Regions from separate parts of the Sus scrofa genome. Here region 1 is linked to region 2. A link is a contact called in public Hi-C data. All regions are on one chromosome and are shown on one strand. Each heading gives the region's core, a stretch centred on a gene start, on an enhancer-like site or on the middle of the called end of the contact. The rest is flanking DNA. Distances are from core to core; before and after follow the strand shown.

Region 1 (4,427 bases), core at 729-3,228, 52 kb before region 2:
TCTGTGTGTCTTCCACAGGGTACAGAGGAAGTGGTATAAATGTTTGCTGAGGACTCTCCAGAGTGGAGAAGGTGGAGGAAAAGGCATTAGAGGCTAGGTACAGCAAAAGCCAACACCCAGAGACCAGAAAGTACACAAAATGCACCAGGTGGCAGGGGTGTCAGCTGTGGCTAGAAATTGTGCTAATAGGCCCCCGCACACCAGCCTGTAATGAGCATCTGCTGTGTGCCAGGCACTGGGGCCTGGGCTCTCCATCCAGGACACTTTCAGACTATTGAATTCACAAGCCAGCACCATTTCCAGAAATTTCCAGTTTCACAGAAAAGAGCATCATATTGAGGAATGGAGGTACCAGAACCAAGGAAGCAGGAAGGACATTGTCTCAGAGCAAAGAACAGACGTCGACATCAATTATGGTGATGTGTTAGTGAGAAAACCCTCAGCATCCCACTCTGGACCATCTGTCTCTCTGAAGAACAGTGGTGGGCGCCTCCCATGACCCCCCAGCAGCCCATGAAACCAGTGTTTTATCCCCACTTCACAAATGAGCCAAGGCTAAGAGAATTTCTAGGGGGTGGGGGTGGGGGGCTGGTCACGACACAGAGCACCCATCACAACCAGCAGGCCCAGAGCCACGGAAAGTCAGCCTGGGATCCACATTTAAGACAGGCCTGGGGAGTTCCCGTCGTGGCTCAGTGGTTAACGAATCCGACTGGGAACCATGAGGTTGCGGGTTCGGTCCCTGCCCTTGCTCAGTGGGTTAACGATCCGGCGTTGCCGTGAGCTGTGGTGTAGGTTGCAGACACGGCTCGGATCCCGCATTGCTGTGGCTCTGGCGTAGGCTGGCAGCTACAGCTCCGATTAGACCCCTAGCCTGGGAAACTCCATATGCCGCGGGAGCGGCCCAAGAAATAGCAAAAAAATAAAAAAATAAAAAAAAATAAGACAGGCCTGGGTGTATTTCAAACCCACTGCCATCTGAGGGGAATGCTGGGCAGCAAGGCCACCCCACTCCTCCTCCCCCAGGCACAAGAGGCTTGAAGGAGGGAGAGTACAGGCCATCCCACAGGCAGAATGGTGGGTGCTGAGGGCAAGGGCTCTGGAACCAGGCGGACTGCATTCCAGTCCTGAGCAGCTCCTGGGGGCAAAGGGGGTGCTCACAGAGCCCCCACTAAGAGTGAGGTGTCAGAGACACCCTGAACCCCCCGAGATGCGCAGCATCAACATTGAGTTGCCATCCATCAGTCCTGTCAGTGCTACTCCCAGAGACATCCAGGATCTACCTACTTCCCATCCCCCTCTTCTGCTCCAAACCCTCCCGTGGCCCCCATCTTTCCGGGAATAGAAGCACAGGTCCTCACTGTGGCCCACAAGATGTTGCGTGACCTTCTCAGCCTCATCTGCCCTCCCTCACTTTTCCAGCCACACTGGCCTCCACCGTTCCTTCAAGTCATCAAGCATACTCCCGCCTCAGGGCCTTTGCACCTACTGTTCCCTCTGTCTGAAAGGACAGTTCCTCCACATCTTCACAAATCTGACTCTTCTCAGATTCAGGTCTCAGCTCAAGTGTCAGCTCCTCAGGAAGGCCCTCCCTGACCACGGTGTCTAAATACACACAGTCACCATCACAAAACCCCCTTTACTGCATTTACCAGCCCGTGAACACTTATCTAAGCCATCCATTTACAGATGGGGAAATGGAGGCCCCGAGAGGCAAAATCACCTGTCCCCAGTCACAGAGATCACAGAGAGAGGAGCTGAATGGAGCTGAGGCTGAGACCCTTGTCTGCCCAGCCCCAGAGCCCACAGCAACCACCTCCATCTGGTTGTCCCTCCCAGCTCATGCTGTCCCACAGCCAGGCCCGATCCCAACTGCAGGTCTGCTCTGGGGAGCCTTCTTTGACCCCTAGGTCGTGGTCAGTACGATTCCTATGCCTCTCCCTCGGCACAGGGCTTATCAGGCCTGGCCATAATTTCCTGATGGTGCAGCTGCCCCCACCATCTGACTGGGAGTTCCTCTGGGGGTGGGGACAGGGCACCAAGCCTTGTTCCTAGCTGAGGCCCAGCCCTGGGTCCAGCCTAGAGGAGGCACTTGGAGAGTGTCTCTCAGATAGATGGGTGAGTAGCTGGGTGGGTGCCTGGATCCACAGCCTTCAGATGTCTGGGAGCAGAGGCCAATGTGGGGGTGTGGCGAGTTATCTCACCCCCTGGCTGCCTGGCTCCCTTGGAGGCAAACTGAAGGCAACAAGCCAATTTCAAGGACTGAACAAATGTTGGAACTACGGGCCACAGGTCACTTCCTTCCTCTGCCCCAACTAGAGCCCCCTCCCCCCACACACACACCCTTCAAATGCCTGCCTCAGCCACTCTTCCTCTGTGTGACCCTCAGCAAATCACTTCGCTTCTCTGCATTTTGTTTTTTCATCTGTAAAATGAAGGTGATACTGGAACATCCTGCTCCACGCGCCCTGGGGCTTCTGTAAGTGCCTCTTGCCTGAGTGCCCTGGATGCTCCCAGATCCACCCAGTCCACTAGGGGCCAGGTCTTCCCCCTTGGTCTGCCCCTTGCCACCTCATGCTCCCTCTCCCCACAGGGAACCAGGAAAGGGATGGGAGAGGCTTCCATAAAAGCCACCTGGATCGAGGCAGCTTCCCTGGCCCGGCAAGTGAGCCGGCCAGTGCCAGAAAGAGAAAGGCTGATGCTGACATGGTAAGACAGACCTGATGGGACAGCCTGCTCAGAGACAGAGGCCTCATCATTTTCCTCTCCCGCGCTGGGCAGGAGGCATCCCCAGATCACACCCTGAGTGAGCGTGAAGGTGAAAGCCTGCCCCCTACTGTCAGACCCTAAGAGGCCTGAAGGAGGCCATGTGGGAGGGGTAAGTTGGCCAGAGATGTGGAGACAAAGGGGCTGGGGGCTCGTCTAAAAGCCCACCTACATGGAGTTCCTGTCATGGCGCAGTGCTTAACGAATCCGACTAGGAACCATGAGGTTGCGGGTTCGGTCCCTGCCCTTGCTCAGTGGGTTGACAATCCGGCATGAGCTGTGGTGTAGGTTGCAGACACGGCTTGGATCCCGCGTTGCTGTGGCTCTGGCATAGGCTGGCAGCTACAGCTCCGATTCGACCCCTAGTCTGGGAAACTCCATATGCCGCGGGAACGCCAAGAAATAGCAAAAAATAAAATAAAATAAAATAAAACCCCACCTACAGTGAGCTCCCCCTCCAGCCCATCAGAGTCCCCCCTCACATGTCAGGACAGACTTGCAGTGACACAGACACAAAGTCCCCTCTCAGAGTGACGGAGACCACCCCCACACACAGACTCACAGTGAGAGGGACACAAAGCCCCTCTCAGATGCTGCATCAACCTCCCCCAGGAACAAACTCCCAGAGACAGAGACCCCCACAGAGAGACAGCACCACCAACACACACAGGATCCCTCAACAGCCCCTCCCGAGATGTGGAAGCCCAGGTCCATAGCGAGTGTGGATAAGCCAGCTGTGGGGATGGGCCTGGGGGCCACACCCAGGTTTGAGGGGCTCTGTGGCCTAAGAGGGACTACCCTGGAAGTCCCTCTCCCTGCACCCCCTTGTCAGCATAGGTGAACTAGTGAACCAAGGGGCTTATGAGCCACCAATATCTTCACCAGCTGCGCTCACCTTCCAGGCCGCACACCCCAGCTGGGGGAGGGATGTGCGGGGGTCGGGTAGAGGGCTGCATGCTGATGCCTCTGAGGCCTCTCCCCTCCACATAGGGTGCCACTCTTGCCCAAAACCTTTGGCAAATTAGGATCAATCGCTTTGCAGCTCCTCGAGCTGCTCAGCAGCCAGGCTTGATCAAGCACTCCTCTGTCCCTGGCTGGCCTGAGATGTTCTTGAGGACAGAAGTGGCATCTTTGCCTGGGAACACTCAGCTGGCACTGGGGCCTGGGCCACCTGGGGGTCCAGAGCAGGGTGTGGGGGGGCCAGCCAAACGCTCCCCTACCCCCACCACCACCGGCTGCAAACCAGCTGCCACCAGCCCACGCCTTGAACGACCACATCCTGCTCCAGGCTTCCCGCCAGGAATCCTCCCTGCCCCCACTTGGCTGCAGAGCCCCAAGGCCCGTGCGCCCAGTCCCTGTCCCCCTTCTTCTCGTAGTGCCACTGGGCCACCTCGATGCCAGGGACACCCCAGGCCTCGAGTGCCGGGCTGTGGTCAGCCCCCCAGACAAAAGGGGAAGCCGTGGCTCCGAGAGGCAACGCCATGTGCCCAGGCCCCAGGCAGGAGGGGGCTCACCCGTGCTGAACTTGGCACGGGCCCTGGGGCCTTCCTGCTGCAGCAAGGGTGTGCTCTGTGGTCCTGGGGGGAGAGCAGAGGGACCCACCTGAGTCTGCCACAGGGCCAAGGGTCCCAGAGCTGGCCGGCCCCCAAGGGCCTTCTATG
Region 2 (4,306 bases), core at 470-2,969:
CTCGGATTCCATGTTGCTGTGGCTCTGGCGTAGGCCGGTGGCTACAGCTCTGATTCGACCCCTAGCCTGGGAACCTCCATATGCCATGGGAGTGGCCCAAGAAATAGCTAAAAAAAGACAAAAAAAAAAAAAAAAAAAAAAAGACAAAAGAAAAAAAGAAATTATGGCACCATCAGGTACAGCTGGATCCACAGGCTCAACTGATATCAGATACGTCATATCTCTCTCTCTTTCCATAGTCAGGGGTCTTCACTATCAGGCAGGCTCTCAAATTCAACCACTTCCCTCCACCTCCACTGCCTCCACTCTGCTCGAAGCCACCATCATCACATACATCATTCATCATCACTTGCCTACTGCAACAGCCTCCTCCCTGGTCTCCTGGGTTCTACCCTTGCTTCTTACAGCCAGGAACCATGTCGAACCTAAGATAGCATGTCCCTCCTCTGCTCAAAACCCTCCCATGGCTCCCATTCCTTCCAGAGAAAAAGCAAAATCTTTGCCATGACACACAAGACCCTGAGTAACCTGGCTTTGCCAATATTCTCTAACCTCATTTCCTACTATTATTCCCTTTGCTCACTTGGCTCCAGCCCCACTGGCCCCTTCCGTTTTACAGACATGCTCGTGTGGTCCCACCTCAGGACCTTTGCCCTTGCTCTTCCCTCTGCATGGGACACCCTTCCTTCGGATATCTACATGGCTCCCTCCTTCACTTCTTTGAAGTCTCTGCTCCTTAGAGCAGTTTCCCTGACCACCTTGTCTAAAATTGTACTCCCAGTCTTTCTTTCCTACTCCTGTGGCTTATAGTCTTCCTAGCAAGAATCACTTCTATATCTCAATTGTTTGTTGACCAACTCAGTCTTACACAGGTGCTTAGTGAGGGACTGTAGAATGAATAGATGATGCTGGTCTGTCCTGTTTCTCTCCTGCTTTCAGGCCAGGGCTGAACAGTAACTGAGTCCCAGAAGGAAGGCTGCAAGAGCAGCAAACAAAGACAGCTCTAGAGAGATAGAACTGTGTTATTTTGGATGGAACAAAAAGAATAAAAATCCCTATTTATTAATAGCATCTACTGTGTGCCATGCCCTTTATATACCATGGTTGTCTCTATTTGAAAGATAAGGAAACAGGGCTAGAAAAATGGATTGATTTTTCTAAGGCCTCACAGTGACTAAAAGGCTTACTGGGACTTGAGCCCAACCCTGCCCAACTCCAGAAATTTCCCTCTTCACCTCGGGCCGGGGGTAGGGTTGCAAGGCATCCTGTTCATATAGAAGAGTCCTATGTTGACTTTGCCGTGATGCCCGAAATGTCCCGTAATCAGCTTTTTTCAATAAATCACACGTTTTTGGCAGTTATATTTAAAATTGAGCTGGTGTTAAATTTGCTATATCTGGCAACCCTAGCCAGGGAGGAGCTCGAACTCAAGGCTAGGGCTTCAGCGAATGGTCACGCCCAGGACCCCGATGCTTTTTCTGGACGAATCCGCCCCCTATATCTACCCTGGAAGCGTGTTGTGTCTCAGGGATCCAACCTTTCTTCCAACAGGGCATTCCTGAGCCAGTTGCGGTTCCTTTAAGAGTGGTTTCAGGGGCGGTCCCACAGGGGCGTGGCGAATCCAGGGGGTGCGCCGGATCTGGGCTGGCCAATCCGGGAGTAGGGGACGAACTCGCGGCCGACCCAGCACCCGCGGGTTGGGAAGGGTTAAAGAGGCGCGTCGGTGGGTCGCGGACTGTCCGGCTGCCTCCGCCTCCTTCGGTCGGATCCCCGCTCTCCCGCGGCTGCGCCGGCTCGGCCGCCCGGGAAACAAAGCGCCACCGCGGCTGCGGCCACCGAGCAAGTCCCAGACCATGGCCGGGCGGTCCCCTGGCTCCGCGCCTCTAGTCCGGCCGTCGCCGTCGCCCTAGGCCGCGCCGCGAGGTAAGGCCAGCCTGGCGTAGTGGGGGTGGGGTGAGAGCTTTCGGGCGGACCTGAGAGGGGACGCGGGACCGGGCTCGGGCCGCCGTGGGCCTCGGGGTCCTCCGGCCTTCTGGGGAGACCTCTGCTGGGGATCTGTCCATTTGCAGTTCCACGCCAGTGGTAATTTGCCCATCAGGGACCCCAGCTGCAGGGGGCAAACTTGGCTGATGACTCTCCTGCCCAATAAGAGACCTCTGGGGGAACTCTGGGGAGGAGAGCTCCACTTGACTCCTACATTCTGGCGTTGACCACCCCATTTAGGACTCTGGCTGTCCTTTAAGGAACACACCACGTACAAAAGGAGAGAGAGCAGCTAGGAGCAATGGCCTGGGATGGCCGTCCTACCTGGAGTGCTTGTGGCCGCTGCCCAAGGCAGTGCTGCGCAGGAGCTCTTCGGGGTTCTCAACACGTTTTCCAGCCATACCTGCCACACCCTCTCTAACATGCCCACTGCTAGGGGACACTTGTGGCAGCTGGATCCAATCCCAGGCCCAGTGGTTTTGGCTTCTTTCCTTGAAATGAGCATCAAAATGCCATGCCTCAGTTCTAGGCAGTCTGTATCCCTGGAGGCCTGGAGCTAATTATTTTCTTTTGGACAATTCCTTGACTGAATGTTTACTACCTGCTCAGCATTTTGCAAGATGGCTCTTCAGGACTAATTTATTCAATTCCAAGAGGGGTGGATATTAATATTCTCACTTTATAGATGAGGCTGTGTTCTCAAGGTCCTCTAGCCTGGACTGGCAGAGGCAAGAACTTAGCCCTGGGATCAGAGAGGGGCTGGGTCGGTCCCCTCCAGCTTCCTGCCTGGCCAGGGACTGTTGAATCAGCAGCAGTGCTCACAGCGGACTCTGAACTTCTTGGAAAACTGTATGAGCACAGGGAGATAAGCCAGCTTGCCAGGCCCTCCCAGAGGCTGGAGCCTGTGTCCCTGCTGCCTCCTGCCTTCCCCGCCTTTCTTGTTGGGCAGGAGGAACCAGGGCCATCGGCAGAGGGGTCCTGTGCTGGCTGGTGACTTTGGGCTCCAGGTGGTGGGGGTGGTAGAAGGGGAGCTGCTGAGTATGAGGGAAATTGCTTTTCCTTTGGCCTTAAGAGGTGGTGAGGCTCCAAGAACAGTTCCTTTGGGCTGGTTGCCCACAGCATGCAATTCTAGGCACAGAATTGTACCTTCGGGTAAGTTGCTTAGCTCTCTTTGTCTCAGTTTCCACATCTATGAATGTGGGATGGGGAATGACTTCTCATGGGCCTGCTGAGAGATTTAAGTAGACAACCTTTCGATTCGTTCTACAGGTATTTGAGCACCAACTACATGCTAGGCACTAGAATTCAGACAAAGAACCCTGCCCTCCTAGAACAGGCAAAAATGACCCAGGTGATTTCAGGCAGTGACTGGGGGGCGCCTTCTTGAGGAGGTGATAGTCAAGCTGAAACTGAAGGATGAGGAGTTGGCCACATGAGATATGGGAAAGGCATTCTAGGCAGAGGGAATAGCCAGGGCAAAGGCCCTGAGGTGGGAATATGTCTGGTGTGTTTGAGGAATAGCAGGGAGACCAGGGTGGCTAGAGACAAGTGAGTAAAGGGGAAAGCGAGAGAGCAAGGGCAGTTGGAATTCAGGGGGGAAGAATGAATTTTATGCTGAGAGAAGTAGGGAGCCATGGGAGGTTTTAGAGTTGGAGAGAGGGTATGATTTGGTTTAGTTTTAATAGGATCCCTCTGTGAGGAATGGATCCTCTGTGGGGGCAGGGGAGGTGCCTAGGAAGGCGTTATGATCTTACCCTGAAGAACATGGACAAAAGGAGGGGCAAGGGTGGAGGCAGGGAGACTGGTGAAGAGGCTACTGTAGCTGTCCGGGCGAGCTATGATGGGGGCCTAGAATGGGACGTGGCCATGAGCAGAGGTTAGGCTGCTGATTTGGAAGAGGTTGGAGCAGGCTTGACAAGTGAGCCAATGTGGAGGTGGCAGGAAACCAAGGGCCTTTTGCTGAGACAAAGCACTGAGGGGAACATTTGGAGGCTGAGAAGAACGTCATCAGCCATGTACCATGCTGGCACTGTGCTCAGGACGTAGTCACTGTCTTCACAGCAACCCCTACTTAGATGCTATTATGATCCCATTTTACAGATGTGGAAACAGAGGCCCATAGAGGCTTAAAGCTTGCCTGGGGTCACACAGCCTGGACACTGCAGAGCTGACATTTGAATCCAGAGAAGAGCAAGCTGAAACCAGAACTGGGCAGAGGGCAGGGAAGTGAGCAGTGGCCTGAGAGGTAGGAGGGAAATGGGGCAAGTTGGGTGAGTGGTTTCTGTGAGAAGTGGGGTCCATCTGGGAGTTGTTGGGGGTTGGG

The links. Hi-C and Micro-C count contacts between places; a contact is called where the count stands out from the background.
Region 1: a Hi-C map of liver shows a contact between it and region 2, with 5 times the contacts expected there. The contact joins the enhancer-like site here to the promoter of FAM109A in region 2. A contact is called at or near these places in 2 of 5 promoter capture datasets (fetal liver and fetal skeletal muscle), 31 of 47 Hi-C or Micro-C datasets (adipose tissue, alveolar macrophages, blood and 15 more) and 2 of 2 datasets of contacts at active chromatin or transcription factors (alveolar macrophages and skeletal muscle).

The regions. Positions count from the first base shown.
Region 1 is chr14:32,650,037-32,654,463 of Sscrofa11.1, reverse strand. The region is part of intron 2 of SH2B3 (SH2B adapter protein 3); the gene reads right to left. Among named protein-coding and RNA genes, the nearest start is that of SH2B3, 29 kb to the right of the region's middle. Within about 2 kb of position 1,978, at least 23 of the 83 cell types and tissues checked have an H3K27ac peak or open chromatin away from gene starts, as enhancers often do. A contact at or near this core is called in adipose tissue, alveolar macrophages, fetal liver and 6 more, where this site is marked.
Region 2 is chr14:32,598,121-32,602,426 of Sscrofa11.1, reverse strand. It overlaps FAM109A (sesquipedalian-1), which reads left to right and starts at 1,719. Exons shown (of 3, transcript XM_013982887.2): 1 at 1,719-1,923.